Regions from separate parts of the Canis lupus genome. Here region 2 is linked to region 1. A link is a contact called in public Hi-C data. All regions are on one chromosome and are shown on one strand. The core of a region is the stretch at or near the end of the contact, and the rest is flanking DNA. Distances in the headings are between cores, read along the strand shown.

The links. A called contact is a pair of places that touch in the nucleus more often than the background predicts.
Region 2: a contact with region 1 is called in a Hi-C map of blood, with 2.2 times the contacts expected there. The contact joins the promoter of UBXN4 here to the promoter of R3HDM1 in region 1. A contact is called at or near these places in 2 of 9 Hi-C or Micro-C datasets (both in blood).

What each region holds. Positions count from the first base shown.
Region 1 is chr19:39,783,585-39,791,050 of UU_Cfam_GSD_1.0, reverse strand. R3HDM1 (R3H domain-containing protein 1) reads right to left here and starts at 4,651. Exons shown (of 27, transcript XM_038565089.1): 1 at 4,475-4,651. It overlaps ZRANB3 (DNA annealing helicase and endonuclease ZRANB3), which reads left to right and starts at 4,779. Exons shown (of 21, transcript XM_038565063.1): 1 at 4,779-4,994.
Region 2 is chr19:39,997,811-40,004,626 of UU_Cfam_GSD_1.0, reverse strand. UBXN4 (UBX domain-containing protein 4) reads right to left here and starts at 4,520. Exons shown (of 13, transcript XM_038565093.1): 1 at 4,290-4,520. The coding sequence starts at 4,371.

The DNA.
Region 1 (7,466 bases), core at 3,402-5,901:
AATGTTTTGTTTCTTTTTATTGCTGTATAGTATTCCACAGTATGGATATATAGAACAGTTTTACCAATCATTCAAAGAAGGGCTTTGGGTTACTTTCAGCAAAAAAGACAACTATTTTTAAACACAGCAATTCTGTAATAAGCGTTTTCCCAAGTGCACTTTAAAAGCGAGGGCTTTATGATGGTTTAAGTCCTTGCTTTGTATACATTTCCAGTTTCTTTTCCATAATGTTAAACCTTTCTTTTGTAATTAAATTCCATAGCTTTTCTCTCTATTAAGAAACATGGCATCACGGTAAATCTGCAGTTAAACTTCTAACTTAGACTCTAAAGTAATATACCAATTATGGAATTTCTTTCAAGCAGAAGAACAGTTAGTGAAGTTAACTGTATGACTAGCCCACAAAATTAATTTTTATCTGTCATTATTCAAACTAAAGTTGGGAGAAGTCAAATCATAGTACTTTAAACTCTCAGGCAAGACAATATCGAATTATTGTCTTCCAAGAAGAAAGGTCAAGAATAAAAACAAACGTAATTTATTTTCCATACTGAATTTATTTTGGAGAGAAAGTACTTTTAGGGAGTTGTAGATGAAAACACTAGTCAAGCAGGCTAACAGAACAATCATTTAAAATCATCAAAATAAATCATGCTATATTATTATAGTATTATAATATAGCATATATATACAGTGTATATATATATATAGTATATATAGTATATATGGTTTAGTATTTATGAAATAAGACGGCACAAAAACCTCGCTATTTACTTTGAGAAGTGAGCTTACAGTTAGAAATTTTTTGGAAGTTACAAATCTAAAATTCAGAAGGCAAAGAGAGAACAAGAAAGATCGTAAATACAAGTTTTCAAAATTCACAGGAAAAAAATTTACGTTAATAGGCATATGTAGAGACTAAGAAGGTAAGAATAGGCTAAATATTCAAGGACAAAACATGGGAAAAAACCAAACTGCTGGAAAATAAGATAGAGAACCAGCTCTGAGACAAAATTAAATAACTACTCTCTTATTTCAACCATCAACCAATGACTAATTGAATTAAATTCTGGAAAAGATACACATGCTTACACCTTATCAGGTACAAACAAATTTGTTTAATTATATAACACATCCTTATTTGGGAAGCAAAATTAACTTAATAAAATTTTGTTTGATTTTATGATTTGACTCTTTGCACATGTCTGTATTACTAGTAAACATTATGAGACTTCACAGGATTAAATGCAAGATTACTTTTTTAGGAAAAATTATTATGCTGAGAAAAAACTGACATGCTCCTTACGTATCTTAGTTATCTTAAATTATAAGTTATATCACCATGTACAGGTGTGACTACAAAGAGTATAGATTCTGTGGTTTGGAGCTATAAGAGCCATTTGAAAAGTTGACTGCTATTTGTTGCTATACCTCCTTTTTTTTTTTTTTTTTTTTTTTTAAGATTTTATTTATTTATTCATGATAGTCACAGAGAGAGAGAGAGACAGAGAGGCAGAGACACAGGCAGAGGGAGAAGCAGGCTCCATGCAGGGAGCCCGACGTGGGATTCGATCCCGGGTCTCCAGGATCGTGCCCTGGGCCAAAGGCAGGCGCCAAACCGCTGCACCACCCAGGGATCCCTGTTGCTATACCTCCTTGACACACAGACTGTCAGAGTATTTATCCTAAAAAATCTTTTATTACTTTGCAAAACATAGTAGTGCATTTCTTCTGCATCATTTTTGAAAAAGTTTATTTCAATTTTATATAATATTCTGCTGCTGCCATGGAAGGCTCCCCAAAGGAGTATCCAACTGTACTGCGTTTCTTCACTATTCAGCATAAGGTGCAGCTGCCTTGAACCCTGGCCAGGCGTTACTGTCAGAAGACTTCATAATAAAACTTTTCATGCTAAACTTTAATTTGTCTACTGGGACAAACTCAAAAACATACTATTATGTGTGAAGACCAATGCATTTTCAAAAGTGCCTGAAAAGAGAAAGGAACAATGTGTCTCCCATGTTGTTTCACAGAAAAGAAAAACTCAAGCACTGATAAATATTGAGAATTAAAAACAGTAACAAAACTGCAGTCAACCCTATGGCCATTATGAATTCAAACCACTCACTGAATCTTAACTCTGTATTAAAGACTTGTTTGTTAGTAGCCTGATAGCGCAGTAAATATGGATAGCAACTATATAAAACTTGAAATACATATTAGCTAACTAAAATTCAAAACATATTACAATAATTTATCACTACAAACAATTTAGCACCTAATCTTATTCCAAAAAATTCATTTGAAATATATTCCCCAAACATGGGGATTTTAACGCAAAATTAAAAACCTATAAAATCAACAACTCTTCAGTATCGGATGCCCAATTTCCCACATTTCTTTTACTTTGGAAATGGCTAGCTGCAAACTGCACCAATTTAAGTCCCTATATAAATGAAAACTCCCATAGTACTCCTCTGCCCTAACAGAGCAAGTTCTGAGGCTGCAACATCTTGTGCATATAAATAACAAACTCATTCTCTTAAGATGCATTTATATGCTAATATTTCATAATACATACTATGTATTAAACACAATGGTAGGAGCTTTATATTTATACAGATTTCATCTCCAATCCCCCCAACTAAGGGTTAGGTGCTATCATCCCCAATTTACAGGTGAACTGAGGCTCACAGAAGGGTCCCGCAGCTAGTAAGAGAATGTATAAGCCGCCTATATGCCGCCTATATTTTCATCAGCCCTTTGTGTACATAAAGTATATGAGATCCAAAAGTATCAAGTCTATAACTCATCAATTGACCAACAAGTTTTAGAAAGTGCTAAGGTGAGTGATGAGTGCTTTATGGCGAGCTGAGAGAACTTACCTTTCGGGGTTATGTGTTTTATTTTTTTAGCAAACATCCACATTTCTTCCAGATCCTGAATCTAGATCTATGTAATTCTGTATGCAAATACTATTAGTTATGGAATATGTAAGATCATTCTGGCAGTAGGGTCTCCTTAGGCCCTAGGAAATGGTCTTAACAACTTAGTCAAAACTGATTGTTTCTTCAGAACCCAAGTGTACTCTGACAACAAGTAAAGCCTCAGAGGTGGGCCTAAAATGTTACCCTTGATACAGCCAGGTCTACCACCAATTTATAGAATCCATTATTTAAGGACCCATCCATGCAAAAAAACCAAAAAACAAAAAAACCCCAAAACCAAAACAAACAAACAAAAAAACCCCACAAGGTGTTAAAAGATGAGCGCCTAATCAATATGTGAGGAAAAAGCATTCGTTCTCAAATACGCCAAGTTTTATCAAATTGAAGTGTGTTCAGTTACTCTAGTTACACTGGTATCCAACTATATTAATTATCCCACAGACCTTACTCTTTCAAATATTACAACGAGGTTAGTTTCCAGTTAAGACTTTAACCACCTTTTCATTACTCAAAAGTTCTTGCAATCACTGACATCTAAGCTAACAGCAAAGGGTTTCTTCAGAATTACAATTAGGCGAGCTATAACCATGGAGATTTCAATCTACACGTATTTTCTGGAACATCGTGTTCGAAAAATCATCTGTTATTTTACCAAGCCTTACTTTTCCTCCACTTGCTATCCAGGACCATTCCACACGGGACAAGATAGCCTCAACAATTTGTTCCTACATAAAAGCGAGCTCAAAAAAGCAGAGGCACTCTGCTGTGCACCTACTAACAACAACAACAACAAAAAGAGAACAAAAAAACTTCAAAGACACAGGTCTGAGCCTCAGGCTCAACCACAGTGTGTGTGTAAATCCGACCCCCGGGGTCCGTGGCGCTGACAGTCATTCAACTTTCTTTTCAACATTCCCATTGTGCTTTTCTCTGGTAGCACCGGCAAGGTGTGCCTGCATTTCACCAGCCGGCGGAACGCCGTGTTTCCTTTCTAACAATCCTCGGGGTGCAGGGCCAGGGGCCGAGGCGTGCGGGGGCCGGGGAGCCCGAGGCACGGGGGCCGGCCGCCCGAGAGAGCAGCACCACGCGCGGCACCCGCTCCTGCCAGGCCTGCTGGGGCTGGTTCCCGGGTCCCTGGGGCTGCAAGGGCAGCAAGCAGCAGCCATGGCAGGGACTCGGGAACCTTTCCCCTGCCTCCTCCGCTAGGCCTCGAGGGGTTTGCTTTTCACATGGCCCCCGGGTGGGGGCGGTGGGCGCAAGGTAGTGGATGCAGCTGCAGCCGCAGCCGCGGGCCAGGCGAGCCGGGCTCCCTCGGAACCCGACCTCCCGACGGGCTGGCAGCGGCGGCACCTCGGCGGGGGCCCGGCTGGAGCGCCGATGGCCCGGCGGCGGAGGCCACCTTCTCGCACACATCTCTCCCCTGCCTGCCTCCTTCTCCGTTAGCGCTACCGGTTGGCGGGCGGGGGAGGGGAGCGAGGCGCGTTATTCCCGGGGAGCTGGAGGGGGGAGGGGAGGGCATCTCTTACCCGCGTTACTGAGGAGGAGGAGGAGGAGGAGGCGGTTGGAGCGCGGCGCGGCGGGGCGACGGCGGGGCTGGGTGGGTGCAAGTAAGAGTCTTACGAAAGGGAATTAACCCCATCACCAGCCCGGACACCGGCTCCAGCGGCAGCCGCGGCTGGCAGAATCCCGCCCCTTCCCACCACGCACTAGCCCCGCCCCTTCGTTCTCTTGGAGGGGCAGCCGACAAATCATAGGTTAGAGGCACTCTGAGTGACGTGAGGGCCAGCCAATCGTGCCTGAACAAACGGCCTTTCCTCCACCCCCTTATCTCCTCCCGGGCCGCGGGAGAGCGGTGCCAAGTCTTCCTCCACCCTCAAGGGAGAAAGAACCAATCGGTAATGAGTAACCGCCCTTGAACGACGCAGAGGACGACCAATGGAAGAACTAAGAGGACAGCCATTTTGCCCACTTGTAAAGAAGGCACCTTTTCCCACGAGTTGGGAGCCTGGCGTGTGGGAGTTCTGTGGAGTTTTTACAGACCTGGAGGTATAGGAGAGACAACCATATTTCTTCAGGGACTATTTATAGAGCTTTCTAGGACTGGGTGAATATTTTCATCCTCCATGTGGGGGGAAGTGAGGAATGCCGCTTAAGGTCTTGGCTCCTCCCTTTAGCGGTAACGGGTTCTAAGCCGAACACCTGGTTTCTCCAGCTTCAGTGGAGGAAGGCGGGGTTTCCAGCTCTGTAAGGCCCGCAGGGAACTACATTTCCCAATATGCTTTGCCCCCTCCACCGTCCTTTCCTGCTTTTACTTCCCGTGGGGCCTGACGGGAATTGTAGTTCCTGGGGGGGGTACCCGCGGCACCTCGTTGGCCAATGAAAGGGGCCCGACTGGAGATGGTTTGGGGCGGGGGAACCGGTTGCAGGGCTGTAGCGAATCGCCACCCTCGCTCGAGAGGGGAGGCTTAGAAGAGAAGTCAGAGGAGAGTTTTCTCAGAACGCCACAGGGGTTTTAGATTCTTGGTGTTTGAACTCTCTTATTTTCAGTTTGTCCCTTTGAAGTCACTTCCGCCTTGGGGCGGACGCCAGCCCAGCCTGTGGCGGGAGTTGGAGACCCTGCGGCGAGCGCACCAGGTGTGGTTTTCAGGGTGGCGTGGCGGGCAAGTCCGTAGGTTCTCTCGAGACAGATAACGAAGTTGAACGGCATGCAGTTGTGTTTTAAGAAAGAGCGGGTGAAAGGGGATGGCGCGTAGTTCTCCAGCCTGGAATGCCTTCCTCCGTCCCTCGTCTCCAATCCCAGAGTCCCATTTTTCTTATCTTTTGACTTGCTCACGCTTAGCTTGCGTTGCATTTGTGGAGGGAGCCCCTACGGTTTTTAGCCGCTTTGCGTGCACGAAGCATGGCTTCAGGTCGCCGGTCTGACCAAAAATGGGCTTAGAAGTTCTGATTTAATGACTTCCATATTTACAAACACACTTCTTCTAAAGACTGGTTGGTGGGAGATAACACAAGGGCACAGGATTCATACTCAAAAACGGCCCATTACCATTCTTTTTTTTTTTGGCCAAAGCATCAGTGTTGTGGGACCAACAGTCAAAGCATTACCTCCTTTTTTTTTAAAAATTCTTTATTTTAATTCGAGTTTGTTAACACAGTATTTTATTAGTTTCAGGTCTAGAGAACGTAGATCTCCTTTCTTAATGCGGTTGGGTTTTTCAATACAATTTTGCAGTGTAGTTTTTTTTTTTAGAGGATGTTTAGTTTTGTTTTTCTTTTTGTTGTGTCGGGAGTTTTTCCAGCGTGAATCAAGTCAAGAAATAGTCATTGTGGCCATCATTTTATTGAGTGTTTCCTCAGCCAGGAAGGATATTAAGTGCTTTAAGGTCATTTTTCTTGCAGCAATCTACCAGTATTGGTATGTGAGGTTTATAGTTGAAGAAATTGGTCTTCAATGACGTTCATTAAGACCATTTAAGGCCTTGATCAGGTAATTTTGTAGCTGAGATTCATATCCAGGTCTGTCTCATTTCTGATCTCTTAATCACTACTCATCTTGCCTCTCAAATATTTATTTCCCAGTATGTGCTGTAGACACATGAGAGAGAGAAATGTAAAATTCCATTCTAGAATTCTGGAACTGTTGGTGGCAATCACTTCTTTTGAAGTATCCTTTGTCACATGCAGAATATATACTAATCGTGTTTAAAAGCACAGGAGAGTATTAAAAAGGTCATCTCTAATACTGTTATCCAGACATACCACCAGTATGGCATACCACCAGTATGGTATGTCTGGATAACATACCACCCCAACATTAAATTGGGGTGGATATCCTTACAGATCCTTCTAGTATAGGTACAGACATTTGCCCAAATGCTATCATTACTACCTTGCTTTCTTGTAAGCCTTTTTTTTTTTTTTTTAAACAAAATTCAACAACAGGCTGTGGATATGACTGGGTATGTGTTAATATCATTTTTTAAAATATCATTTTTTATTGCTATCTGGTATTTCATTGTCTCCAACATAATCAATTCTTAGTGATGGATATCTACATTGTTTCTGACTAACTTTTTGATTGTGGTAGAAAACATAAAATTTACAATCAACCATTTTTAAGTGTATCATACACTAGTATCGAGTGTATGTTAGCTTGTCATTTAACAGATATCTGGAACTTTTTCATCTTGCAAAACAAAGTGTATGTTTTGTACAATTCCCCTTTCCCTCCTCCCACAGCCTTTGGTATCTACCATACTACTTTGTTTTTGAGAGTTCGACTATGACTACTTTAGATATCTCGTATGAGTGGAATCCTGCAGTGTTGGTCCTTCTTTGACTTAACATCATGTCCTCAAGGTTCATCCATGTTGTAGCATATGACTGGATTTCCTTTTTTAAGGCTGAATAGTATTCCATTCCATAGTATATGTGGATACTACATTTTATCTGTTCACCTGCCAATGGACATTTAGATTGCTTCTACCTCCTAGCTATTAACAATGCTGCAGCCAACAT
Region 2 (6,816 bases), core at 3,271-5,770, 210 kb before region 1:
GACTTTATGTGTAGGAAAAGGCCTGTGACTAGGAATGTCATGAACAGGGAACACAAGACAAGAGAAGACAAAAGGGTTGAGAGACAAAGATGAATTCCACACTTCGGATTTATCCACCTGGATGTAAAAGTCGTGCCATTTACTAAATGTACAACACTGGTGGGAGAAAAAAACAAATTCAGAGTAAATACATTTTCACACTTGAGAATCCTATGAGGCATCTAAGTGGGGCTGTCAAGTGGCAGCTTGAAGTACAGATCTCCTACTTCTGAAGTTGGTACTTTTTACTATGTTGTACCATGTGGAGAGGTTCCCAAATATCACATCCCCATTAGCAGTGTGTGTCCATAATTCACTCTAATGGCAGCAATAGCAGCTTGACCAACAGAGATACAAGGTTGAACAGAATTACTTAATCCACTGAGACCTTTCTTAACTCTACAGAGTAAGATTAACTGCCAACTTCAGTATCTTTAGCTTCTTATTAATCAGTATATGAACTATGCTATGGAGTTAGATAGGCCTAAAATTTTAGCAGAAACTGTTGTGTCCAGAGATGCCTGGGTGACTCAGCGGTTAAACGTCTGCCTTCAGGTCAGGTCGTGATCCTGGAGTCACGGGATCAAGTCCCACATCAGGCTCCCTGCAGAGAGCCTGCTTCTCCCTCTGCCTGTGTCTCTGCCTCTCTCTCTGTCTCATGAATAAATAAAATATTTAAAAAAAATAAAAAGAAAGAAAATGTGTCCTTCCTCGGTAGTATCAGCAATATCCAAAGTTAAAGACACTTAAAAAGACCAATCAAGGGTTCCTGGCTGGCTCACCCGATAAGAGCATGAGACTCTTGATCTCAGGGTTCCGAGTCTGACCCCACATAGGGTGTAGATATTAAAACTTAAAAAGAAACAAAAAAAGAATACAAACTCAGAAGCAAAGAGTTGCAGACCCTAGTAGAGCCAGGAATTCCAACCCAGAAAAGGTCAACTAGCCAAAAATCTAAAAGCTTTTGTGGTCTGTATGAACCAAAAAAGGCAGTAAATAGTGTCTGTCATGAATTTTTTTTTTTTTGTCATGAAAATTTTAGCCCAGAGACGCCTGGGTGGCTCAGCAGTTGGGCGTCCGCCTTCAGCCCAGGGTGTGATCCTAGAGACCCAGGATCGAGTCCCGCGTCGGGCTCCCAGCATGGTGCCTGCTTCTCCCTCTGCCTGTGTGTCTCTGCCTCTCTCTCTCAGTGTGTCTCTCCTAAGTAAATAAATCTTTAAAAAAAAAGAAAAAATAAAATAAAATAAAATAAAATAATAAAAATAAATTAAAAAAAAAAAATTTTAGCCCACTAGCAACACAAGTCTGTGAATTGACACCTTTGTTTCAGTTTCCCTGTCAGATATTCTACCTTCCCATGAATAGAATAAAAATCTTCAGTTTTTAGGGGATCCCTGGGTGGCTCAGTGGTTTAGCGCCTGCCTTCAGCCCAGGGCCTGATCCAGGATCCCACAGTCCCTCTGCCTGTGTCTCTGCCTCTCTCTCATGAATAAATAAAATCTTTAAAAAAAAAAACAAACAAACTTCAGTTTTAATTCAATTTACGTAATCATAATACTTTGAAAATACTTGTTAAATTCTTGTCTGAACTAATAGTAATCTCTCCAGTTTCAATACTACAATTTTAATTCATGCACGAAAATTTCACTAAACAACTTGCCTAAAGTGCTTCCCACTTGAGGGGTTATATGAACCAAAATAGACCCCTAAGATGACTTCATCTCACCTGAAAGATATTTTTTTAATTTCCTACTGAGTTAGTTTATTATTGTTGAGGTATCCCATACCAGAAAATCATGAGTTCTGGATATGAACAAAGGTCTACGCAACATGTTAAGCATTGCAGTTTCAAGACCCCGCTGTCTACATATTCCTGGCATGAAACTAATCCTACCTAGTGTTGGAGATTAACTTCCTAGAACTCTAGAAAAGCCAACGGTATTTTGAACAGGTCAAAGGACAAATTCCTTTGACACACTGCTTAGTCTTCCAACATTCAACTGAGTCAATGATATTCTACAAGCATCTAATAGGTGCTCATCAGTAAAGGGTTAACTGAAGAATGTATATATACACACACAGAGCCCCAAAGACCTCCAACTTTATTTTGCTACACAAATAATCAGCACTACTGTTTCCAAATGTTGGTTAATTAAATCTAACATTTATTTCTAATTAACTATTTAGCCTAAAAGTGCCTTCTAGGAACACTGAGACACCATCAATTGTGTTTTTCGTTTAAAAAACGACTACCATAGGGGCACCTGGTGGTTCAATCAGTTAACTGTCTGACTCTGGATTTCAGCTCAGGTCATGATCTCACAGTCCTCGGATCAAGCCCTGTGTTGAGCTCCGGGCTCAGCAGAGAGTCAGCTTGAGGATTTCTCTTCCTCTGTTCTCCTCACTTTCTAAAGTAAATAAATAAATAAGTAAAAAAAAAAAAAAAAAAAAGACTTCTATCATCCTAGATTTCCTGATTTCTACACCAATTTCATTAATATATGAAGTCTACAGTTGCCCTGTTTTTCTCAAAAACAAAAAAGACACCTTGAAGCTGCTAAAAAAAAAAAAATTGTCAAGACAAGATGGAAATACTTTTTGTGACCCTAATGCATGTCACTTAACCACTGTGGACGTAAATTTCCTCAGCTATAAAATGGGTGTAATAAAACCTGTTCTACTTACCACAGGAATCAACTGAAATTTATTTGAAAAACATCTAAAGTGCCATAAAACTATTACCATACTCTCAATAAGCAGAGTTATCATTTAATTTTCCTTTCCTTTTTAACCCTTTTTTAATCCCACTTTTTTTTTTTCCTTACAGGATTACAGCAGTTATGTATGCGAAATTCAACTCTAAAACAGCATAGGAGGATCAAACTGCTCTTCTAATTAACAACACTGAACTAAAAATTTGGTAGGACTCAATCATCAATTTCAAATCTGAGGTTAAGCGAAACTCCTATTTTAGCATTTGTTCTTCGCTGCAGTGCACAAAGTTACAGAGCTGTTATCTGGACTCTCGAGAGTCGTAAGTTAATAAGTGCACCGTTATTAAACACAAATAGTTGAAATAATACATCGCGGGGACGCCCTGAGTAGCTCAGCGGTTTAGCGCCCGCCTTCGGCCCAGGGCATGATCCTGGAGACCCGGTATCGAGTCCCGCCTCGGGCTCCCTGCATGGAGCCTGCTTCTCCCTCCGCCTGTGTCTCTGCCTCTCTCTGTGGCTCTCTCATGAATAATTAAATAAAATCCTAAAAAAAAATAATAATAATACTCCGCAAAGTAACATAAGTCACAAGCGCGAATTTGATTCATGTCATGAGAATCAGCAAAACCACACAGGCATAGGTTTTAACTGTAAATCCCGAAGATTTCTGTCATAAAACAGGGCAGTAATAAAAGACGGAGCAAAACAAACCAGAGCTAACACAGGATAAACGAGTTAGCTCACGCTCTGGAAACTACAGATACCAGGCCTGGCAGACGACAAAAACGAACCAAGGACTCAACGTCGACTTCTTCTCAACAAACGGCACAAAAATCAAGTTGCGACTCGGCAAATATTCCACCTTAGATTCTCTGCCCCCTCTCATTATTATTTAAAAAAAAAAAAAAAAGAAGAAAGAAAAAAGAAAAATCCAACCTATATAAAGCTCAAAAGTTTGCGTTTCAGGAACGTGCGACCGCCAGCAGCCGTGAACATCAGGTGGCTTCTCTTTGTGGCTTACCGATGACACAGCTTTCTTCCTGACAGTCCACAACTAATTACGAACCCAACCGTCTGCAGAACGACCTGTCTCTACCCGCACCTAAACACTCAGGCTACACCCGCGTTCAAGCGTCGCGGAGCGCGTCCGGGGGGACAGAGGGGTGACCCGGGCGCCGAGCAGGCGCTGCTGGGTCCCTGCGCCCACCCCGTGCGGGGCGCCCCGCAGCGCGGCGGGCGGGGGGGGCGGGGCCTGCGGGACGCGGCCGCGGGCCCCGGGCTCCGCCAGGGCGGTGGGCGGGGCTCCGCGCGCTCCGGGGGCGAGGCGGGGACGGCGCCTCAGGCCGGGGTGAGGGGAGAAGCGGGCGCCGGGGGCCCGGCCGGGCCCGGCGAGCCCCCGACGGACGACGGAGGCGCTGGGAGGCCGGCGACGGCGGCCCGGGTCTGTCGGAGCGCCGAGCAAGGGCAGGGGCGCCCTGGGATGGGAGCGAGGCCGGAGGGGCGTCCGGCCACAACTCGGGCCCCCGCCCCCTTCACCTGCCACGAAGACCACGAAGACCGCGCCGCTCCTCTTGGCCGACGCGATGGCGGCCGGAATGGCGCCCTGGAACCACAACATCGCTCTCCTCGGGCCCAGGCGCTCGCTCCGAGTGTCGTCGCCGCGGTCCCGAAGCGGCCCCGCCCTCCCCTTCGTCGGCCCCGCGGCCCCCGCAGCCCCAGCGGCCGGCCCCCCGCCTCCGCGCAGGCTCGCAATCCAGTCAGCAGCCCCTCGGGGTGCGCGCAAGCGCGCGGGCCGGGCGCTCCCTGCGTCCCGTGACGCAACACGTCGCCGTCGGCGCCACGCCCCAGAGCCTTGTCTCGTTGGCACGTTGGGGCGTGCGCGCAGCCGCTGGGCCTCAGACCCCGCCGTTCCGGAAGCGGAAAAAGCCGGTGGGAAAGATGACTCGCCGCTACGGCGCGTCGGCGGCGCGACGCGTGAGGCATGACGGGAGTGGTAGTCTTCCCAGGCTCGCTTTTCCCCTGGCGTGGAAGATGTGACTGTGGTTTCCGAGGGAACGGCTGAAGGGGGCGGCAGTGAGCGCCTTTTCTCAAGTCGTAGAGGAGGGGAGCGGACGCGGTGCTCCTGGTGGAGGAGATGCTCTTGGACACCTTACATATGGAGGAAGTCGTCCCCGCTCCGCCCCGAGGAGAGCCCTAATTGTGGACGATGTAATTCTTTTTTTAATGATTAGTGGCCGTTGTGCGATAGGGGGTGTTTCTCTGTATGGAACGAAGTGGGCTTTGATTCTGCTGAACTTGTCAGCCCAACTTAGGGGAAGAGAGGGTGAAAACCACCGCAGCCCCCTTCCGTGGTACCAGACAGCCCCTGACCCCAGGGCGGCTGGAGGGAGACTGCAGGGCCCCGGCAATTCACTAGTTGTCCGCTAGGCCTCGGTCCGGAACCTCAAAACACTGGCTACGCTGTTGCCACAGCTACTTCCCAAAGTAACTTGGAAACAGAATAATCGGGATCCCTGGGTGGCTCAGCGGCTTAGCGCCTGCCTTTGGCCCAGGGTGCGACCCTGGAGTCCCGGGATCCAGTCCCACGTCGGGCTCCCTGCAGGGAGCCTGCTTCTCCCTCTGCCTGGGTCTCTGCCTCTCTCTGTGTCTCTCATGAATAAATAAATAAAATCTTAAAAAAAAAAAAAAAAGAGACAGACAATAACGATTCATTTTCCATGGTAATACAAAAGAGGAGGTCAGGTAATGCTTTTGTTTACAATTTCATATGAGAATGTCCTCTAATCGAGATATGGCATTTCGTGGTTAGTTGCCATTAAAATAACTGACCCGGAGCTCAGGCTGGCTAAGTCGGTGGAGCACGTGACTCTTGATCTTGGGGTGTGAGTTCCAGCCCCATATTGTGCATAGAGATTACTTAAAAATGAAATCATTTAAAAAAAATTAAAAATATAAAACGAAAACTGATCCATATTTAATACGTTCTGGAATTACAGCCTCTAAGAACTATTAGCTAAGGTTTATATTTTTTTAAGTTGCATAGATTATTATATTATACATCCTACATCGATTGAATTGCCCCCTCGGCGGTACAATCATTTGACAATCTTTGCAGAATTAAGGTGCTACATCTGAAAACACCTCTTTTTTTTTTTTTAATTTATTTATTTATGATAGTCACAGAGAGAGAGAGAGAGGCAAAGACACAGGCAGAGGGAGAAGCAGGCTCCATGCACCGGGAGCCCGATGTGGGATTTGATCCCGGGTCTCCAGGATCGCGCCCTGGGCCAAAGGCAGGAGCCAAACCTCTGCGCCACCCAGGGATCCCCACCTCTTTTTTTTTTTTTAAGATTTTATTTATTTATTCATGAGAGACACAGAGAGAGAGAGAGGCAGAGACACAGCCAGAGGGAGAAGCAGGCTCCATGCAAGGTCTCCAGGATCCCAGTCTCCAGGATCACGCCCTGGGCTGCCCAAAACACCTCTTTCCTCTAAATATTTTACCTAAAAACAGTTAACAGCTTGCAATCCAATTTATATTTACCTTTTTCTAATCAGGCCTCTTGTATATCAACTTTAAATGGATTTCTTAAAATTCAGTTTACCTATAAATTCTTTCAGTAGAGTGATGTCTTTATTTCTAATGTTAGACTTAAACAATGTAAGAACCATTCATAGCCTTTAATTCATTTATCAAATATTTATTGCTCATCTACTAGGAGCTAGACATACATAATTGGCATGGGTAAAGTGAGGCAGTCAGACAAGGGCCCTGCCTTTGTGACTGCACAATCTAAAGAAGAAGGCAGACATTGAACAAGTGATTGTATGTGAGGATGAATGTCACAAAAGGGGAGATTCTAAGTGCTTCAGAAGTGTGTGATGATGTGACCAAACATGGAGAGCAGAGTTAAGAAAAAAATGACACATCAGGGAGAAAAACCTAACCAGGTGAAGGAGAAGACTAATCAAGATAGAGAAAACAGGGGGGATGCCTGGTGGCTCAGCAGTTTGGCACCTGCCTTTGGCTCAGGGTGTGATCGTGGAGTCCCGGGATCGAGTC